2 separate regions of the Arachis hypogaea genome follow, and region 1 is linked to region 2. The links are chromatin contacts, called in public Hi-C maps. All regions are on one chromosome and are shown on one strand. The core of a region is the stretch at or near the end of the contact, and the rest is flanking DNA. Distances in the headings are between cores, read along the strand shown. Region 1 holds the start of LOC112783696. Region 2 holds the start of LOC112782527 (chaperone protein dnaJ 1, mitochondrial).

Evidence for each region. Hi-C and Micro-C count contacts between places; a contact is called where the count stands out from the background.
Region 1: a contact with region 2 is called in a Hi-C map of leaf, with 2.6 times the contacts expected there. The contact joins the promoter of LOC112783696 here to the promoter of LOC112782527 in region 2. A contact is called at or near these places in 2 of 8 Hi-C or Micro-C datasets (both in leaf).

The regions. Positions count from the first base shown.
Region 1 is chr20:123,446,338-123,453,059 of arahy.Tifrunner.gnm2.J5K5, forward strand. It overlaps LOC112783696, which reads right to left and starts at 1,689. Exons shown (of 12, transcript XM_072229690.1): 1 at 1,514-1,689; 2 at 1,012-1,230; 3 at 293-398; 4 at 126-207. The coding sequence starts at 1,056. LOC112786270 reads right to left here. Exons shown (of 5, transcript XM_072231226.1): 3 at 6,588-6,692; 4 at 5,901-5,925; 5 at 5,450-5,807. The coding sequence ends at 6,588.
Region 2 is chr20:123,268,686-123,274,611 of arahy.Tifrunner.gnm2.J5K5, forward strand. It overlaps LOC112782527 (chaperone protein dnaJ 1, mitochondrial), which reads right to left and starts at 3,410. Exons shown (of 21, transcript XM_025824941.2): 1 at 2,892-3,410; 2 at 2,187-2,320; 3 at 1,355-1,459; 4 at 1,085-1,171; 5 at 659-750. The coding sequence starts at 2,298.

The DNA of each region.
Region 1 (6,722 bases), core at 439-2,938, 180 kb after region 2:
ACATAAAAACAGGTGTTACTCACTTATACTAGCAAACAAAGTCACTTACCTATCAACACAGCATGAACAACGGCATTGGCTTAAAAGTTAGAACAGAAAAACTTAAAATCAATACAAAAGAATACTCCATGCTGTATATAGGACTGCCGTTGGGACTTAGCCCAAGTTCCTCCATAACATCATCAAGGGAAATAAGTTCCCTTATATCTGCAACAATCTTGAAAGTAAAACTGTTAGGCTCCACAAAACCGAACAACTGAATCTGTAAAAGTAACAAATCATTTTATTTTACCCATCGCAACAGGATACTCAAAATTTTCAGCAGCAGGGTCCAGGATCACAATATACATTGTGCGCTGAGCAGCGCAGTGTTTGTATAAACTCGAACAATATGTGGACTAATAAGAGAAAACAAAATCAGACACTCAGACGAATCTTAATAGATTCACAGCTACAAGAACCCACTTTTAAAAAAGCAAAATTAAAAGAAAGAAAATTGCAAACAGAGTTTAATCTTGTCCCACTAGGTGTAGTTAGCATACAAAGATTAGACAATACACAAAACAACAAAGACAACAACAACAACTAAAGTTAGATACATGGAACAACCAATGCTATTGTGCCCGGTCATAAGTCATCTCTGTGTTTATCCATTCATATTTAAATCTCTTCTAATAATTTCTGCTAAAGTTTTCTTTGTTCTTCCTCTCCTCTTCAATACATCATTTGTAACTAACTCTGCTTTAACAAATTTTTTCCTAAGGTCTCCTAAAGATCACACTCAAAACACACTATTCCATTCACCATCTGCACATCAAAGTTGGAGGTCATTGCTTGTTGCTTCTTACATTCACTACATTATTCTAGAAAATGGCTGAAGCGTAATTGTGTAAAGTGCCAAACAGTATAAAAAAACTTTTCTTTTGCTTGACAAAGATCATGCTAGAATTTCTCCATTCATTCAGTGTCCTATCATAAGAAACACACAAATGAGATGATACAGTAAATTACCTTGCCACTGCCAGCAGGACCTATAACAAGTTGTGCATAACCCATAACGCTTTGGTATAATTTGAATCCTGAGCAATCTCCCCTGACCTCTCTCAAGCTCAGGAAGCTGAAAGACAATTAACGGCACGAAAGGAATCAAGAATGGCAACAGCAATGTAAGCAGTGCACCAAACAACAATGGAAATCAACAATTTCAGGAAATCAGAGTAGTCCATAAACCTGTAAGTAATTGGGAAACATCAAAACCAAAAACAAAATAAAAAAAATGATGCTTCTTAATCATGTAAAAAAGAATAGTAATTTTAGCTCTATCTATGGACAAACTATACTGGCATTAGAAATTGAGGCTCAACTTATACAATATTGCTGAACTAAATTAAAAATAAATAATAAACCCTAAAATTAATGGCACAATCAAAGGGTCGTTTTTGTTTTTGTTTTCTTTTACATTTCATGGAGGACGATGGTGAATAAAAGAAGAAGGAAAAGAATGGAGCCTTACTGAGTCAAAATTGTTCAATGATCATAGCAACTGAGAGAGAAAGAGAGAGAGAGAGAGAGAGAATTTGCAGAGGGCAGACAGGTTATGGTGTTCAACTGAAGGCATTGATGAGAGAAAGAGAGGGTTTCTCATTCCACGTAATGGAGTAAAAAAAGTGCTAGTATATTTCCTTTTTTTTTTTTTTTTTATAAACTCGTGGAAATCATTGATATTAATAATGATAAATTATAATTTTGACCTTCAAAACATTTAATTTTTTATGAGATGATTCTCCAAGTAATAAAATGATATTTTGATCATTTTAAATATGATCAAAATTTATTATTTTTTAATTCGTGGTAAAAAGACATCCATATTTTTTTAAAACATATAAAAAAATATTTACAAAGTAAGAAAATAAATTATTTTTTCAAAATAATTTGAATTTTTTGTTATTTACATAAAAAAATATTCAAAAAAATTTTCTTGATCTAGATTTACTCAAATTTAAAAATAGAAAAATATTATTTTTTAAAGTAAGTTTATAAAATATTACATCAAAAATTATTTTTAGAACCTTTTTTACAAATATATCTCCCTCTATTTGGTAGATTTTATTGGATTAATATCATTTTGTTACTATTAAATTTTATTAAATTTTTTGGGATATTATAAGGACTGATGTGATACAGATAGTGGTTAACTTTTTTCAGAGAGTCATTTAATGAGGGCTTCTAATCGTACCAATATTTATTTGATACTAAAGGTCTCTAATGCTTATACTATGAAGTAAATTTGTCTTATTAGTTTGAGCAATATCTCTATAAAATTAAATATCATGGATAAAATTATTAGCCCAAATCAGAGTGCATTCATCAAGGGTCGACTTATTAGTGATAATGTGCTAATTGCTCATAAGTTCATACATTTTTTAAAGAATAGACAGTTTAAAGATAGTAAGATGGCTCTCAAACTAGATATAAATAAGGCATATGATACAGTGGAATAGAATTTTGTTTGGGCTATGTTGGAGAAGATGGGTTTTTGCAAAAAGTAGGTGGACTGGATGAAGGAGTATGTAATGACAATCTTTTATTCTATTACGGTGAAAATGACAACTTTATGGTTTATTCAAACCATGTCGAGGATTACGGCAAGATAATCTCTCTCTCTCTCTCTCCATCTATTTCTTTTTTGTGCATAGAGACTCTTCCATCTGCTCCATAGAGGAGAATAGAGGCAAGAAATTATTGGCTTGAGACTTAATCGCATATGCCCTGCTATTAGCCACCTATTCTTTGTGGACAACTCAATTCTATTTGGTAGAGCTACAAAGGAGGATTGTCAACACTTATTGAGTGTATTATAGACCTATTTCTAAATTATTGGTCAAGTCATTAAATTAGACAAATCATCAGTTTTTTCAGATATAACACACCAGAGATATAAGGAATCAATTGGTAGATATATTACAAGTGCCTCATATAGGGAACCATGATAGATATTTGGGTCTCCCTTCCGTGATTAACAAGTCTAAGAAGGTTACCTTTAATTATATTAAGGATAGAGTTACCACGAAGCTTTAGCAGTGGAAACAATTCTTGTTATTAGCCAGTGGCAGATAAGTGCTCATTAAGGCGGTGACAACTGCTATTCCTATTTATATTTTGAGCTATTTTAAGCTTTCAGAGACATTAATGGAAGAATTTTACAAGATGATAATGTAGTTTTAGTGGAGACAGAGAAGAACGAAAAAAAGAAAATACACTAGATTAAATCGATTGTAATCTATAGACTAAAGTCTCAAGGAGGTTTAAATTTCAAGGATCTTAGGGCCTTTAATATGGCTATGCTCGAAAAACAAGGTTGGCGATAATTAATAAATAATTAACTCATAAATTAACATTTATTCAAGAAAAATAGAAAATTAGATTTTATAGTTTAATGAGATAGAACTAATTAAACTAAGAATTTTGACACTAATTTTGAAGAATTTGACCCAAGATTTGGGTGAATAGATTGAACCGAATGAACCGGACCTGTATTGGACCCATGGCCCAACCCACAAAGTCACCCACACTTAAAGAAAACTCCTTCTTCCTCCTTCATTCAGCAAGAACGCTGAAATAAATTCAAGAGAGGGGAACAAGAGCAAAATCCTTGTCCTCCATTCAACTTGCCATAACTTCCTACTCCGAGTTTCGATTGTCGCACCGTTTGCGGCCACCGCGTCGAGCTCTACAAATCTATTGGAACAATTTTATAAGTAAGCTCTATTTTCTATCCCAATTATTCATCCCCTCAGTTTCGAATTTCAATGAGTAATTATGTTAAATTTTGTGTAATTTACACTACAACAAATTCGGCTGAGGCAACCCTTTAAAAACGTTGCCTGTAATAAGGAAAAGTGTTGCCTTTTATCAAAGGCAATACTTTCCGACAAAATGCAATGCTTTTTGGGGGTTGGCTATACAGCCGTTATCTTTTGTCTAAGGCAACGCTTTTGTGTATCAAAGGGAACCCTTTTTATGGCAACCTTCAAAAAATGTTGCCTTTTCTACAAAAAAAAGCAACTCTACGAAAGAGTTCCCTTAGAGTACCCAAACACAACGCTTTAGATAAGACTTTATGACAACACTTTTTACGAGTTGTATTTTCTAATACATAAAGCAACACTTATTCAGATTTTTTTAAGATGCCTTTTCATATACCTAAAGCAAAACTTGTTCAGATTTTTTTTAAGTTACTTTTTTCATAAACATAAAGCAACAGTTACCTAAATTTTTCTGTGTTGCCTTTTCATATATCTAAAGTAACATTTATCTAAATTTATTTGGAATGATCTTTTTAAAAGGATATATAGCACACTTTAATAAAATTTATTTATTTAAACTAAATTTAATAAATAGAAAGAAAAAATAAGCTAATAAGCTAATATATTGCATATATATTTAAATTAAAAAGTTGTTTCAAATCCAACTAAGTAAATTTTAATTACATATACTTGCAATTGCCAATTCAAATCAAAATACACATGACTAAACCAAAAAAAAAATACATGTTTTCTCATGAACTTTAACAAAAAAAAAAAAAAAACAAATAAATGCCTAATTTCATCATCTTCCGTTCTCTTCGTCAGTTCTTCCATAATGCCGATGTATGTCAGGGTTGATCTCCATAGTCTTCTTACTAGATATGTAGCCAGTCATGCTGTTATCTCTCAAGGCCTGTGCCTTCATAATCCTCTCCATGTTTGCAGTCCAACCATACTCACCAGTGACCAAACAAGAAGTAACCTATTAAGCTAAACATTTTCGTATCATATAAAATACCAATCAAAGAATAAAACCATATTCAATACTAAAGAAAACAACTATATAGTGTAAATGCACTACAAGAAAATAAGCTTTCTGCCATGCTTTTAAAGCGTGACGAAAAGTGCAAAAAAAAAACGCGCGGATAGCTTTTTGCCACGCTTTTTGAGCTATCGGCACGCTTTTGAAAGGGTCACATCCGCCAGCGTGCTGGTTGCTCTATGGCCACGCTTTTGAAGATCTATCGACATGCTTTTTTTGTTGGCATGATTTCATCTCTTGCCACGCTTAAAAAGCGCGGCCATAGGTCTTAACCTATAGGTACGCTTGAGAAGCGTACCGATAAGTGTACATATCGCCACGTTTTTGGAAGCGTGCCCCATGGGTAGTTTTGGCTACACTTCAAAAGCATACTATATGGGTACGCTTTTTAAGCATGCCAATAGGAGAAAATATGGCTACGCTTGATAAGCGTGGCTGTTGATGATTAGGAAAAGATATGACTACGCTTAAAAACGTGCAAATAACAAAAAAATATGACTATTTAGATCAAAATACTTATGACTATACTTGTTTATGAAAATTTTCTAATTAAACATTGTAAAATTAATATATAATTTTGAATCATAATTTAAATGACTAATTTCAACAATGGAAAATTTTTTATACAATTTTAAATTAACACATCCAACATACATGAACTTTTATCACATTTGTGAAAAAAAAATAAAATTTATTAGTTGAAAAATACAACATACACTAATAGCTAAAATGAGCCCCACGAATCCTTTTACACCTTGAAAATGTGCCAATCCGATTCAGCTTCCATTATTTGAGATGAGAAGGGAAGTACATGCAACCAAAAATTAATTCAGCCTCAAAAATCCTGATTCATCATATTAACATTCAGGGACAACTTGGTTAGTTCCTGAGACTCATGATAAATCAAAGGATTCCTAGCCCTCATTGATTGCATAGAGTAGCTTATTAGACATAATTTCCTGTCAAGAAAATGTGGGGTATTGTAAATCAGTACCAAAAGAAACCTCAATGAGCATGATAATGAATCATTAAATCTATATGATGAATTATACCTTGGTAGAATAAGGAGGCAGGAAGCTTCAGGTAATTAGCACATGTCATCACATTTGGCAAGTCAATAAAATAGCATCAATCAGGATGAGCATAAAATATAACCTTAAGTAAAAATTTTGAAATGACCAGGATTAGCATAAAAATTTGCAAAGATGATATGTCAAAAACCTGAAATGACCAGAAGAAAGAAACAAGTGACAAGTGTTAAAATTTTGAATTCAAGTAAACTGGAAAAAGAATCCTTAACGAAATTTTCAACTATAGTCTAGCTCATCTGTTTGCCTGGTTGACGCAAGCAGTAAAGCACCACCCTCTTAATTCACAAACAATATCAAGACAAGACACATAGATAAGGCTATGTACAAAAAATAACTCATGACATGCCACCTTATTGATGCTATGTATCAGTGAACTCTTAAAGTTCAGAAATAGCAGCAGAGGAAAAAAATATTTAATCCTATATAATTTAACCCCTCAAGTTCTCTTTCAGCATGTCTCGGGGATAATTAAAAAAAAATTAGTAAAGGGGGAGACAAGAATAGGCCATGATTAAAATAAATAAATATAATACATTTTAATACTAGGCACTTCCTAATAACAATCAAAACTCATTTTGAGAATTTAATACCAAACATAATCTAATCAAAATTAAAACTCCTTTCTATTGATGAAGACTAGTATCTAACCTAGTTGAATCCTGCTTTAAATGCTTCCATTTGATGTGTGATCCCAGTCTTGATAGTTGCATCAACCACTAAAGATATATACTCCTCCAAATTATTGATGTCAACCTAAAAATTGGCAGAAGGTTAAACTCAATT
Region 2 (5,926 bases), core at 2,160-4,659:
ACCCTTCAATCCAAATATTCCCAAATCAAAGGTGCATAATAACAGGATATATCAAGATTTCAACCAAAATACTCAGGAAAACTGCTGCTAGCCTTCTAGCATGTTCCAAACTCTAAAAAGTAAAAACATTAGCTGTACAATATAAAATTGACGAAGATAATTGAGACATCGATTAAACCCATTTTTCTATTTAAAACATGATAATTGCTATGAATTTGAAGACGTGGTCTCTTTAAAACAAAGGAGCAATACAAAAAAGAAGACAAATGACTAATCTTATTCCATATCAGCTGCTGTGACATTGGACTAATTCCTAAATAGAAGATAGTTTATAGTTAACAAAACAAATTGTTATACTATCATCTGTATAAAACTATTTCTCCTCTTGTGTTTTACACTTATAATCATGGATGTACCTCTTCGCATGCATCACCTCTAACTACAAAATTCAAAGAAAATGATTAAACAGCTGCTTGACAAATGCCAAATATGCACAAAAATGCAAATAAAAGAGAACGTCCGTGAGATGGCAAATGTTTCTTCCCCAAGTGTGGCTGTTTTGGAATCCATCATTAATCTAATCTAACAAGCATAGCCTTGACTAACCAGTAACCAACAACCATACATGCAAAACAAAGAATTCCTAGCAATCACTCACCAACAGAAACGCCTTCTTTATCTCATCCTGAGTGGCGTTCTCAGAAATGCCAAGAACTTGATAATAATCCTGCTCAACCGATGTCGAAAATGCTGGAAGAACGCCATAAGCATAAAAAGAGAAAATAAATAACTGAACACATCTGCAAATAAAACTTGTAGATAATTGATCTAAAGGGGAAGAAAAAAAGTAACATAACTTGTACTAAGTTTCTTATATCCATCCATTGCGTTTCCAAATCACAACGAAAAAGGGATACGTGACTATATTTCCGGAGACCATCAATTAAAAGTGTGTACTCACTGAAGAAAAATACCTACGTAGTCTTGTTTGATCTGAGAATCGAATAAAATGGATATAAGGAACTTCATCTAAGCTTTTCCTAAATAAAACACATAGTGATCCTTTATCATTTCAAATAAAAACCTGCAGCATGAATATATCGATATCTCAATGGTATACTCAAACTCAGAAACTCCTCCGATTTTGGGACATTACTGCGATTGAACAAAGCTGGAACATAGACACATTGAATTCAATAATAAATAAATCAGTAAAAAGGAATCGGTAACTACTGAACCAATATATATATATATATATATATATATATATATATATATATATATATATATATATATATATATTATAAAAATAAAAAGACTGGACAGAAATTCATGAAATTGAACCAGAACGTGCCTCGACTGAGAAACGGCGATTGGCGAAAAGGCAATAATTCGGTGAAGCAGTGTCCTCTATGGACACAGGTTCTGAAAACGCAAAAGAGAGCAAACGGCGGCGATACTGCAATGAAGAAAGAAAAGAGGAGAATCAAGAATGTGAAGGAAGAAAAAGAAAAGAAGAAAGGAAACAGTAATTTTTATACTTGTAATGGTTTTGGTTCGTTGAGATTACCGGCGTAAACCACGTGAACCTTCTCATTGGGAGGGATCCTCTTCGGAAGCGAAATTGAGTTACAGTTATGCTCTGCTTCCACACCAAGGTTCTGAGAACTAGACCGGTCATCGAACCGTTCTAGTTATTGGTTCATTGGTTTACTGGTTCAATCGGTCTAACCGTAGTTCAACCCGAAAAGTCGTTTTAGAATAAAATAATAAATAAATTATAAATAATCATTTTAAAATATAATTATAGTCTAATAATAAATTTTAAAATATCTTTAAATTTAAAATACTATTAAGAAATATCATCAAACAAAGCCATATGATTTTATCAAAAGACAAACTCAAAAGTTATGTAGAGAATTTCAGATATTAAAGAAAAAATATCCACGATCACTTATCTTCATGTAAGCTAATTAAAAAGAAAACACACCGTCCAATAAGCACAAATACTTAGATTTGTATGGACTTACTTCTGGCTCTCAATTATAGGTACACAAGCAAGAACAAATTCACAGAATAACTCTAAAATTTCATATGCCTCCCATATATTTTGTTCTCGAATGATATGCAGAGTGAGCTAAGATAGAAATAAAATTAACAAGCGGTATGAAACACTGAACAATTACCCTTTATTCTAGCAATTGCCTCTTGGCCAGCCTGCAAGAATTGGGAAATCTCCTTGCGCATTTGCTTCAGTTGCGCATCTCTCTTGTTTTGCAGCAGCTTAATGCGTGACATCGACAGGTTAAGACATGTTTTACTACAGATTACCAAGATCAACAAGCATCGTGTTTAGAGTTGCTACAGAATGAAGAGTATCCATATAATAAATTGCAAAAGCATCCACTCAAATCCAACTACCAGTACTGAATGTTTATTATAAGAGCAGGCATCTGAATTTGATAAACTGTAATGCACGATTTACAGATATACAAAGGAAAGAGGGGGCGAATCTCAATACTCAAATCGAGTAATAAAGCATGGATATATGTCAAAATTTGGTCTTTGAAGAACAGAATCAGTAAGTAAAAGGTGAGAGAAGTGGGGAAAATCACCCGCAAGTGGCGAAAACACCTCTGTTAAAGAGCTTATTAAGAAATAAGAAATGACATTGTTGATGATGACGATGATGAAGATCAAATAATCATTCAACAACCCAGCCATTACAACACAGCAACAAACATTACAAGAACATTTGAATAAAAATTTCAGAAATTAAAAGGAAGAAGAAGAACCGAGCATTCAGTCATCAGTAAACACAGAGCCATCAATAACCAAAGTAAAATTAAAAGGAAGAAGCGGAGGCGAAGAATTGAAAGCAGGGCACTAACCTTCCACGGAGACACGGACGGCAACCGGCGAGACGACGGCGAGAACAGAGACGACGGCAAGCGGCGACCCGACGGCGAGCTGCTCCAAGCCACGAACAGAGAAGCCAGCGAGGATGCGGACGACGTGCTGAGCTGCCTGGGTTCCGGACAGGGGGAAGAGGAAGAAGCGGAAACGCTGAGAACCTGGGGACGGAACCTAGGACTAGGGTTTTGCTTTGGTCTGGGACTTTCACTACTTTGATTCAGGAGGGGGGGGGGGGGTGCACGATGGGTTTGGTGCAAGTTTTACACCATTTATATGAAAAATATTGTTACTCAGTCTAACATAAAGATTCGGAAGCGAATCTTAGAAAAGTGGCAGATTTGACTGTTAAGTTTTATAAACTGTTGTGCAGAAATTAGATTTAGATGTGCAGTTTAGTCTGATGCTTTAAGAAGCTAATTTCATAGTAAATTTGCTTATAAAGAGAGAAGAGCATTATGTAGTTTTTTTTTTGGTGACTAGAGCATTATGTAGTTGAGTATACTGAAGGGATGTCTTCTTAAAAAAATCTTCCTCTTTTTTTTTTTTCTTTTGTTTATTTGCTTTATTTTGTCACACAAAAAAATCTTAATTTTTTTTAGTATTATATTAAATTCACATTAAATTACAAAGTATTTTTATTGTGAATTTTCTGAGCCAATAAATTGAGCGTATCGATTCAAACTCGATTCATTTAATATATAATTTTAAATTTTAGTTCAAAGTCCGCTAACAAAATCATGAGCTTCACTTATCAAACTTTAGACGAATCAAATTTAATAAGTCAAGTTGGAGTTGGATTGCGATTTGGTTTAACTTAGTTTTAACCCTATAAACGAATCAATTCACGATGTAACTATATTAATTCAACAATCATTTATATTAACTTAATTTTATTTTAGTACTTGATTAAATTTGTATTAAATTATTAGTATTTTATTTTAAATTTGTCATTGATTAAGATCTAAATTTTTTAACAAAATAAAATTGTATCATAATTTAATATTTATTAGCCTAAATAATAATATTAAGAAAAAAATAAAAAAATTATTTTTCTTCTATTACTTGAATTAATTGTTAGAGTAACTAATTTTTTCATTTTTCTATCTAATTAAAAAAATTTGTCCAAATATTTTTTTAAATAAAAGTATTTTTTCTAATAAAAGTACATTTTATTGTTTTAAAAATACCAATCCAAATAAGTTGGATATTTTAAAAAAAATTATAAAAGTACATTTTTTTGTTTTTTTTTTCAATAATGGGCTCAGACAAGCAACCAAAGAACCCAACTCGCCCAGAAATTCGCCCCTGAACCCAACCCAGCCAGACTCGTCTTCCCCGCTCCCAGGGAGCTCTGTTAGGCTGCCAATTGCTACCGTCCAAGTCACAGTTGATTATCGTGATGCCCTGTCTATACGCCGGTGCATTGAAACCGTCACTCTTTTTTCGCTCTGGTTTGCAACGCCGGGAAGAAAATTATTTTAAATGGTTCCTGACCCCGGCTCCTGCCTGCTGTCTCTGCCCTTTTTTTGGGTCTTGGCTAAGCCCAACAACCCTACCTGGCTCCGAACCCCCTCCCCGCGAACCCAGATTCCTCTGCTCCACTCGCATGCGACCTGGAAAGCTTGCCGGCCTGAACTGCAATAGGCGCCACATGGCTGCTCTTTCAGTGCAGACGCTCGGGACGGACAAGACCAGCTAAGAGAGATAGACACAGCTCCGTTGCTACTCGCTCTGCACATTCCGGCGACTCCATAGAAGCGCAATCTGGACCGCATGTGAAAGCAGAATTGAAGGGAGACTGAAAGTCAGCCGCTCCTTGCCAGACTTGCTGCTGTTGTAGGATACTGAATATTAAATTCTTATTTTATTTTTTTTATTTATTTACTTTTTAAACTCGGGGGCCAACCATCGGTGAAATATTTAGAGGCAAAGCTAGTAGATATGAGATAAGTTAAAAAGTATTAACTATTAACCAACAAATAGCTTCTACGACAAAAATGGTATACTTGTAACAGAACAAATTACAACCTTTTGCTCTTACTAGTTGATGTGTACCCTATAAACTCGGAGATAAGATCAGAACTAAAGACCGACCACAAAGATTGGAGACGAATGAACATATCTGGGATAACCACTTGACCAAAAACTAAGCATAAGTCAAACACTATCCACTAGCCGTTACCAACAACAACAGAACTCACTAACTGAACCACGATTATCGGAACAAGCAAAGCACTTCGTTCACCTATAAAACCGAACCCAATAGCCCAGGAGAAACAGGTCACAGAACTCACTCTAAGTTATTTCTCTTACTTTCTTATAACTCACATTCTTACTTGAGCGTCGGAGTGCTTTTTGCAGGTGCTCCCGCCGCCGTGTTTCATCGTGCCGAGGTCACCCTTGAAGGCTACCTTACGGACGACGTATAACTCTCCCAAGAGCCGAGCAGCCTCGATTGGAAGTTACAGACCTCGGTCGAATCAGAACAGAATATTTGGCGCCCACCGTGGGGCCCGAAAAGTTAATTTAACCCCACTATTTCTCTACATCGCACTTTGTATTTCTTTTTTACACAGGGTTACCCAACCTTCGAGCATGGCCGACAATGGGATTCACCAACTCACCCAGGCCGAACTCATCACCCAGATGGCCGAGCTGCAAGCGGAAGTCAAAAGACTTGCCAAACTTTCCACCCAAAGTAACGCTAGTAAACGCGAAGAAAATGGTTCCAAAGGAAAAGGCAACGCAGACCTGCTAAGTGTAGACCCACCAAAGGAGAAGCTGACCCTGGACAACCCGTTCTCCGAGGAGATTACCAACTACTAGATGCCAAAACACTTCACACTACCTTCCTCACTCGAGCCATATAAGGGGATTGGTGACCACCGGTCTCATATTAAGAAATTTCAATCTATGATGTTCTTTAATGGCCCTAATAACGAACCTGTTCTTTGCAGAGCTTTCCCTACTTACCTCAACGGCGCTGCCCTACTTTGGTTTTCAAAATTAC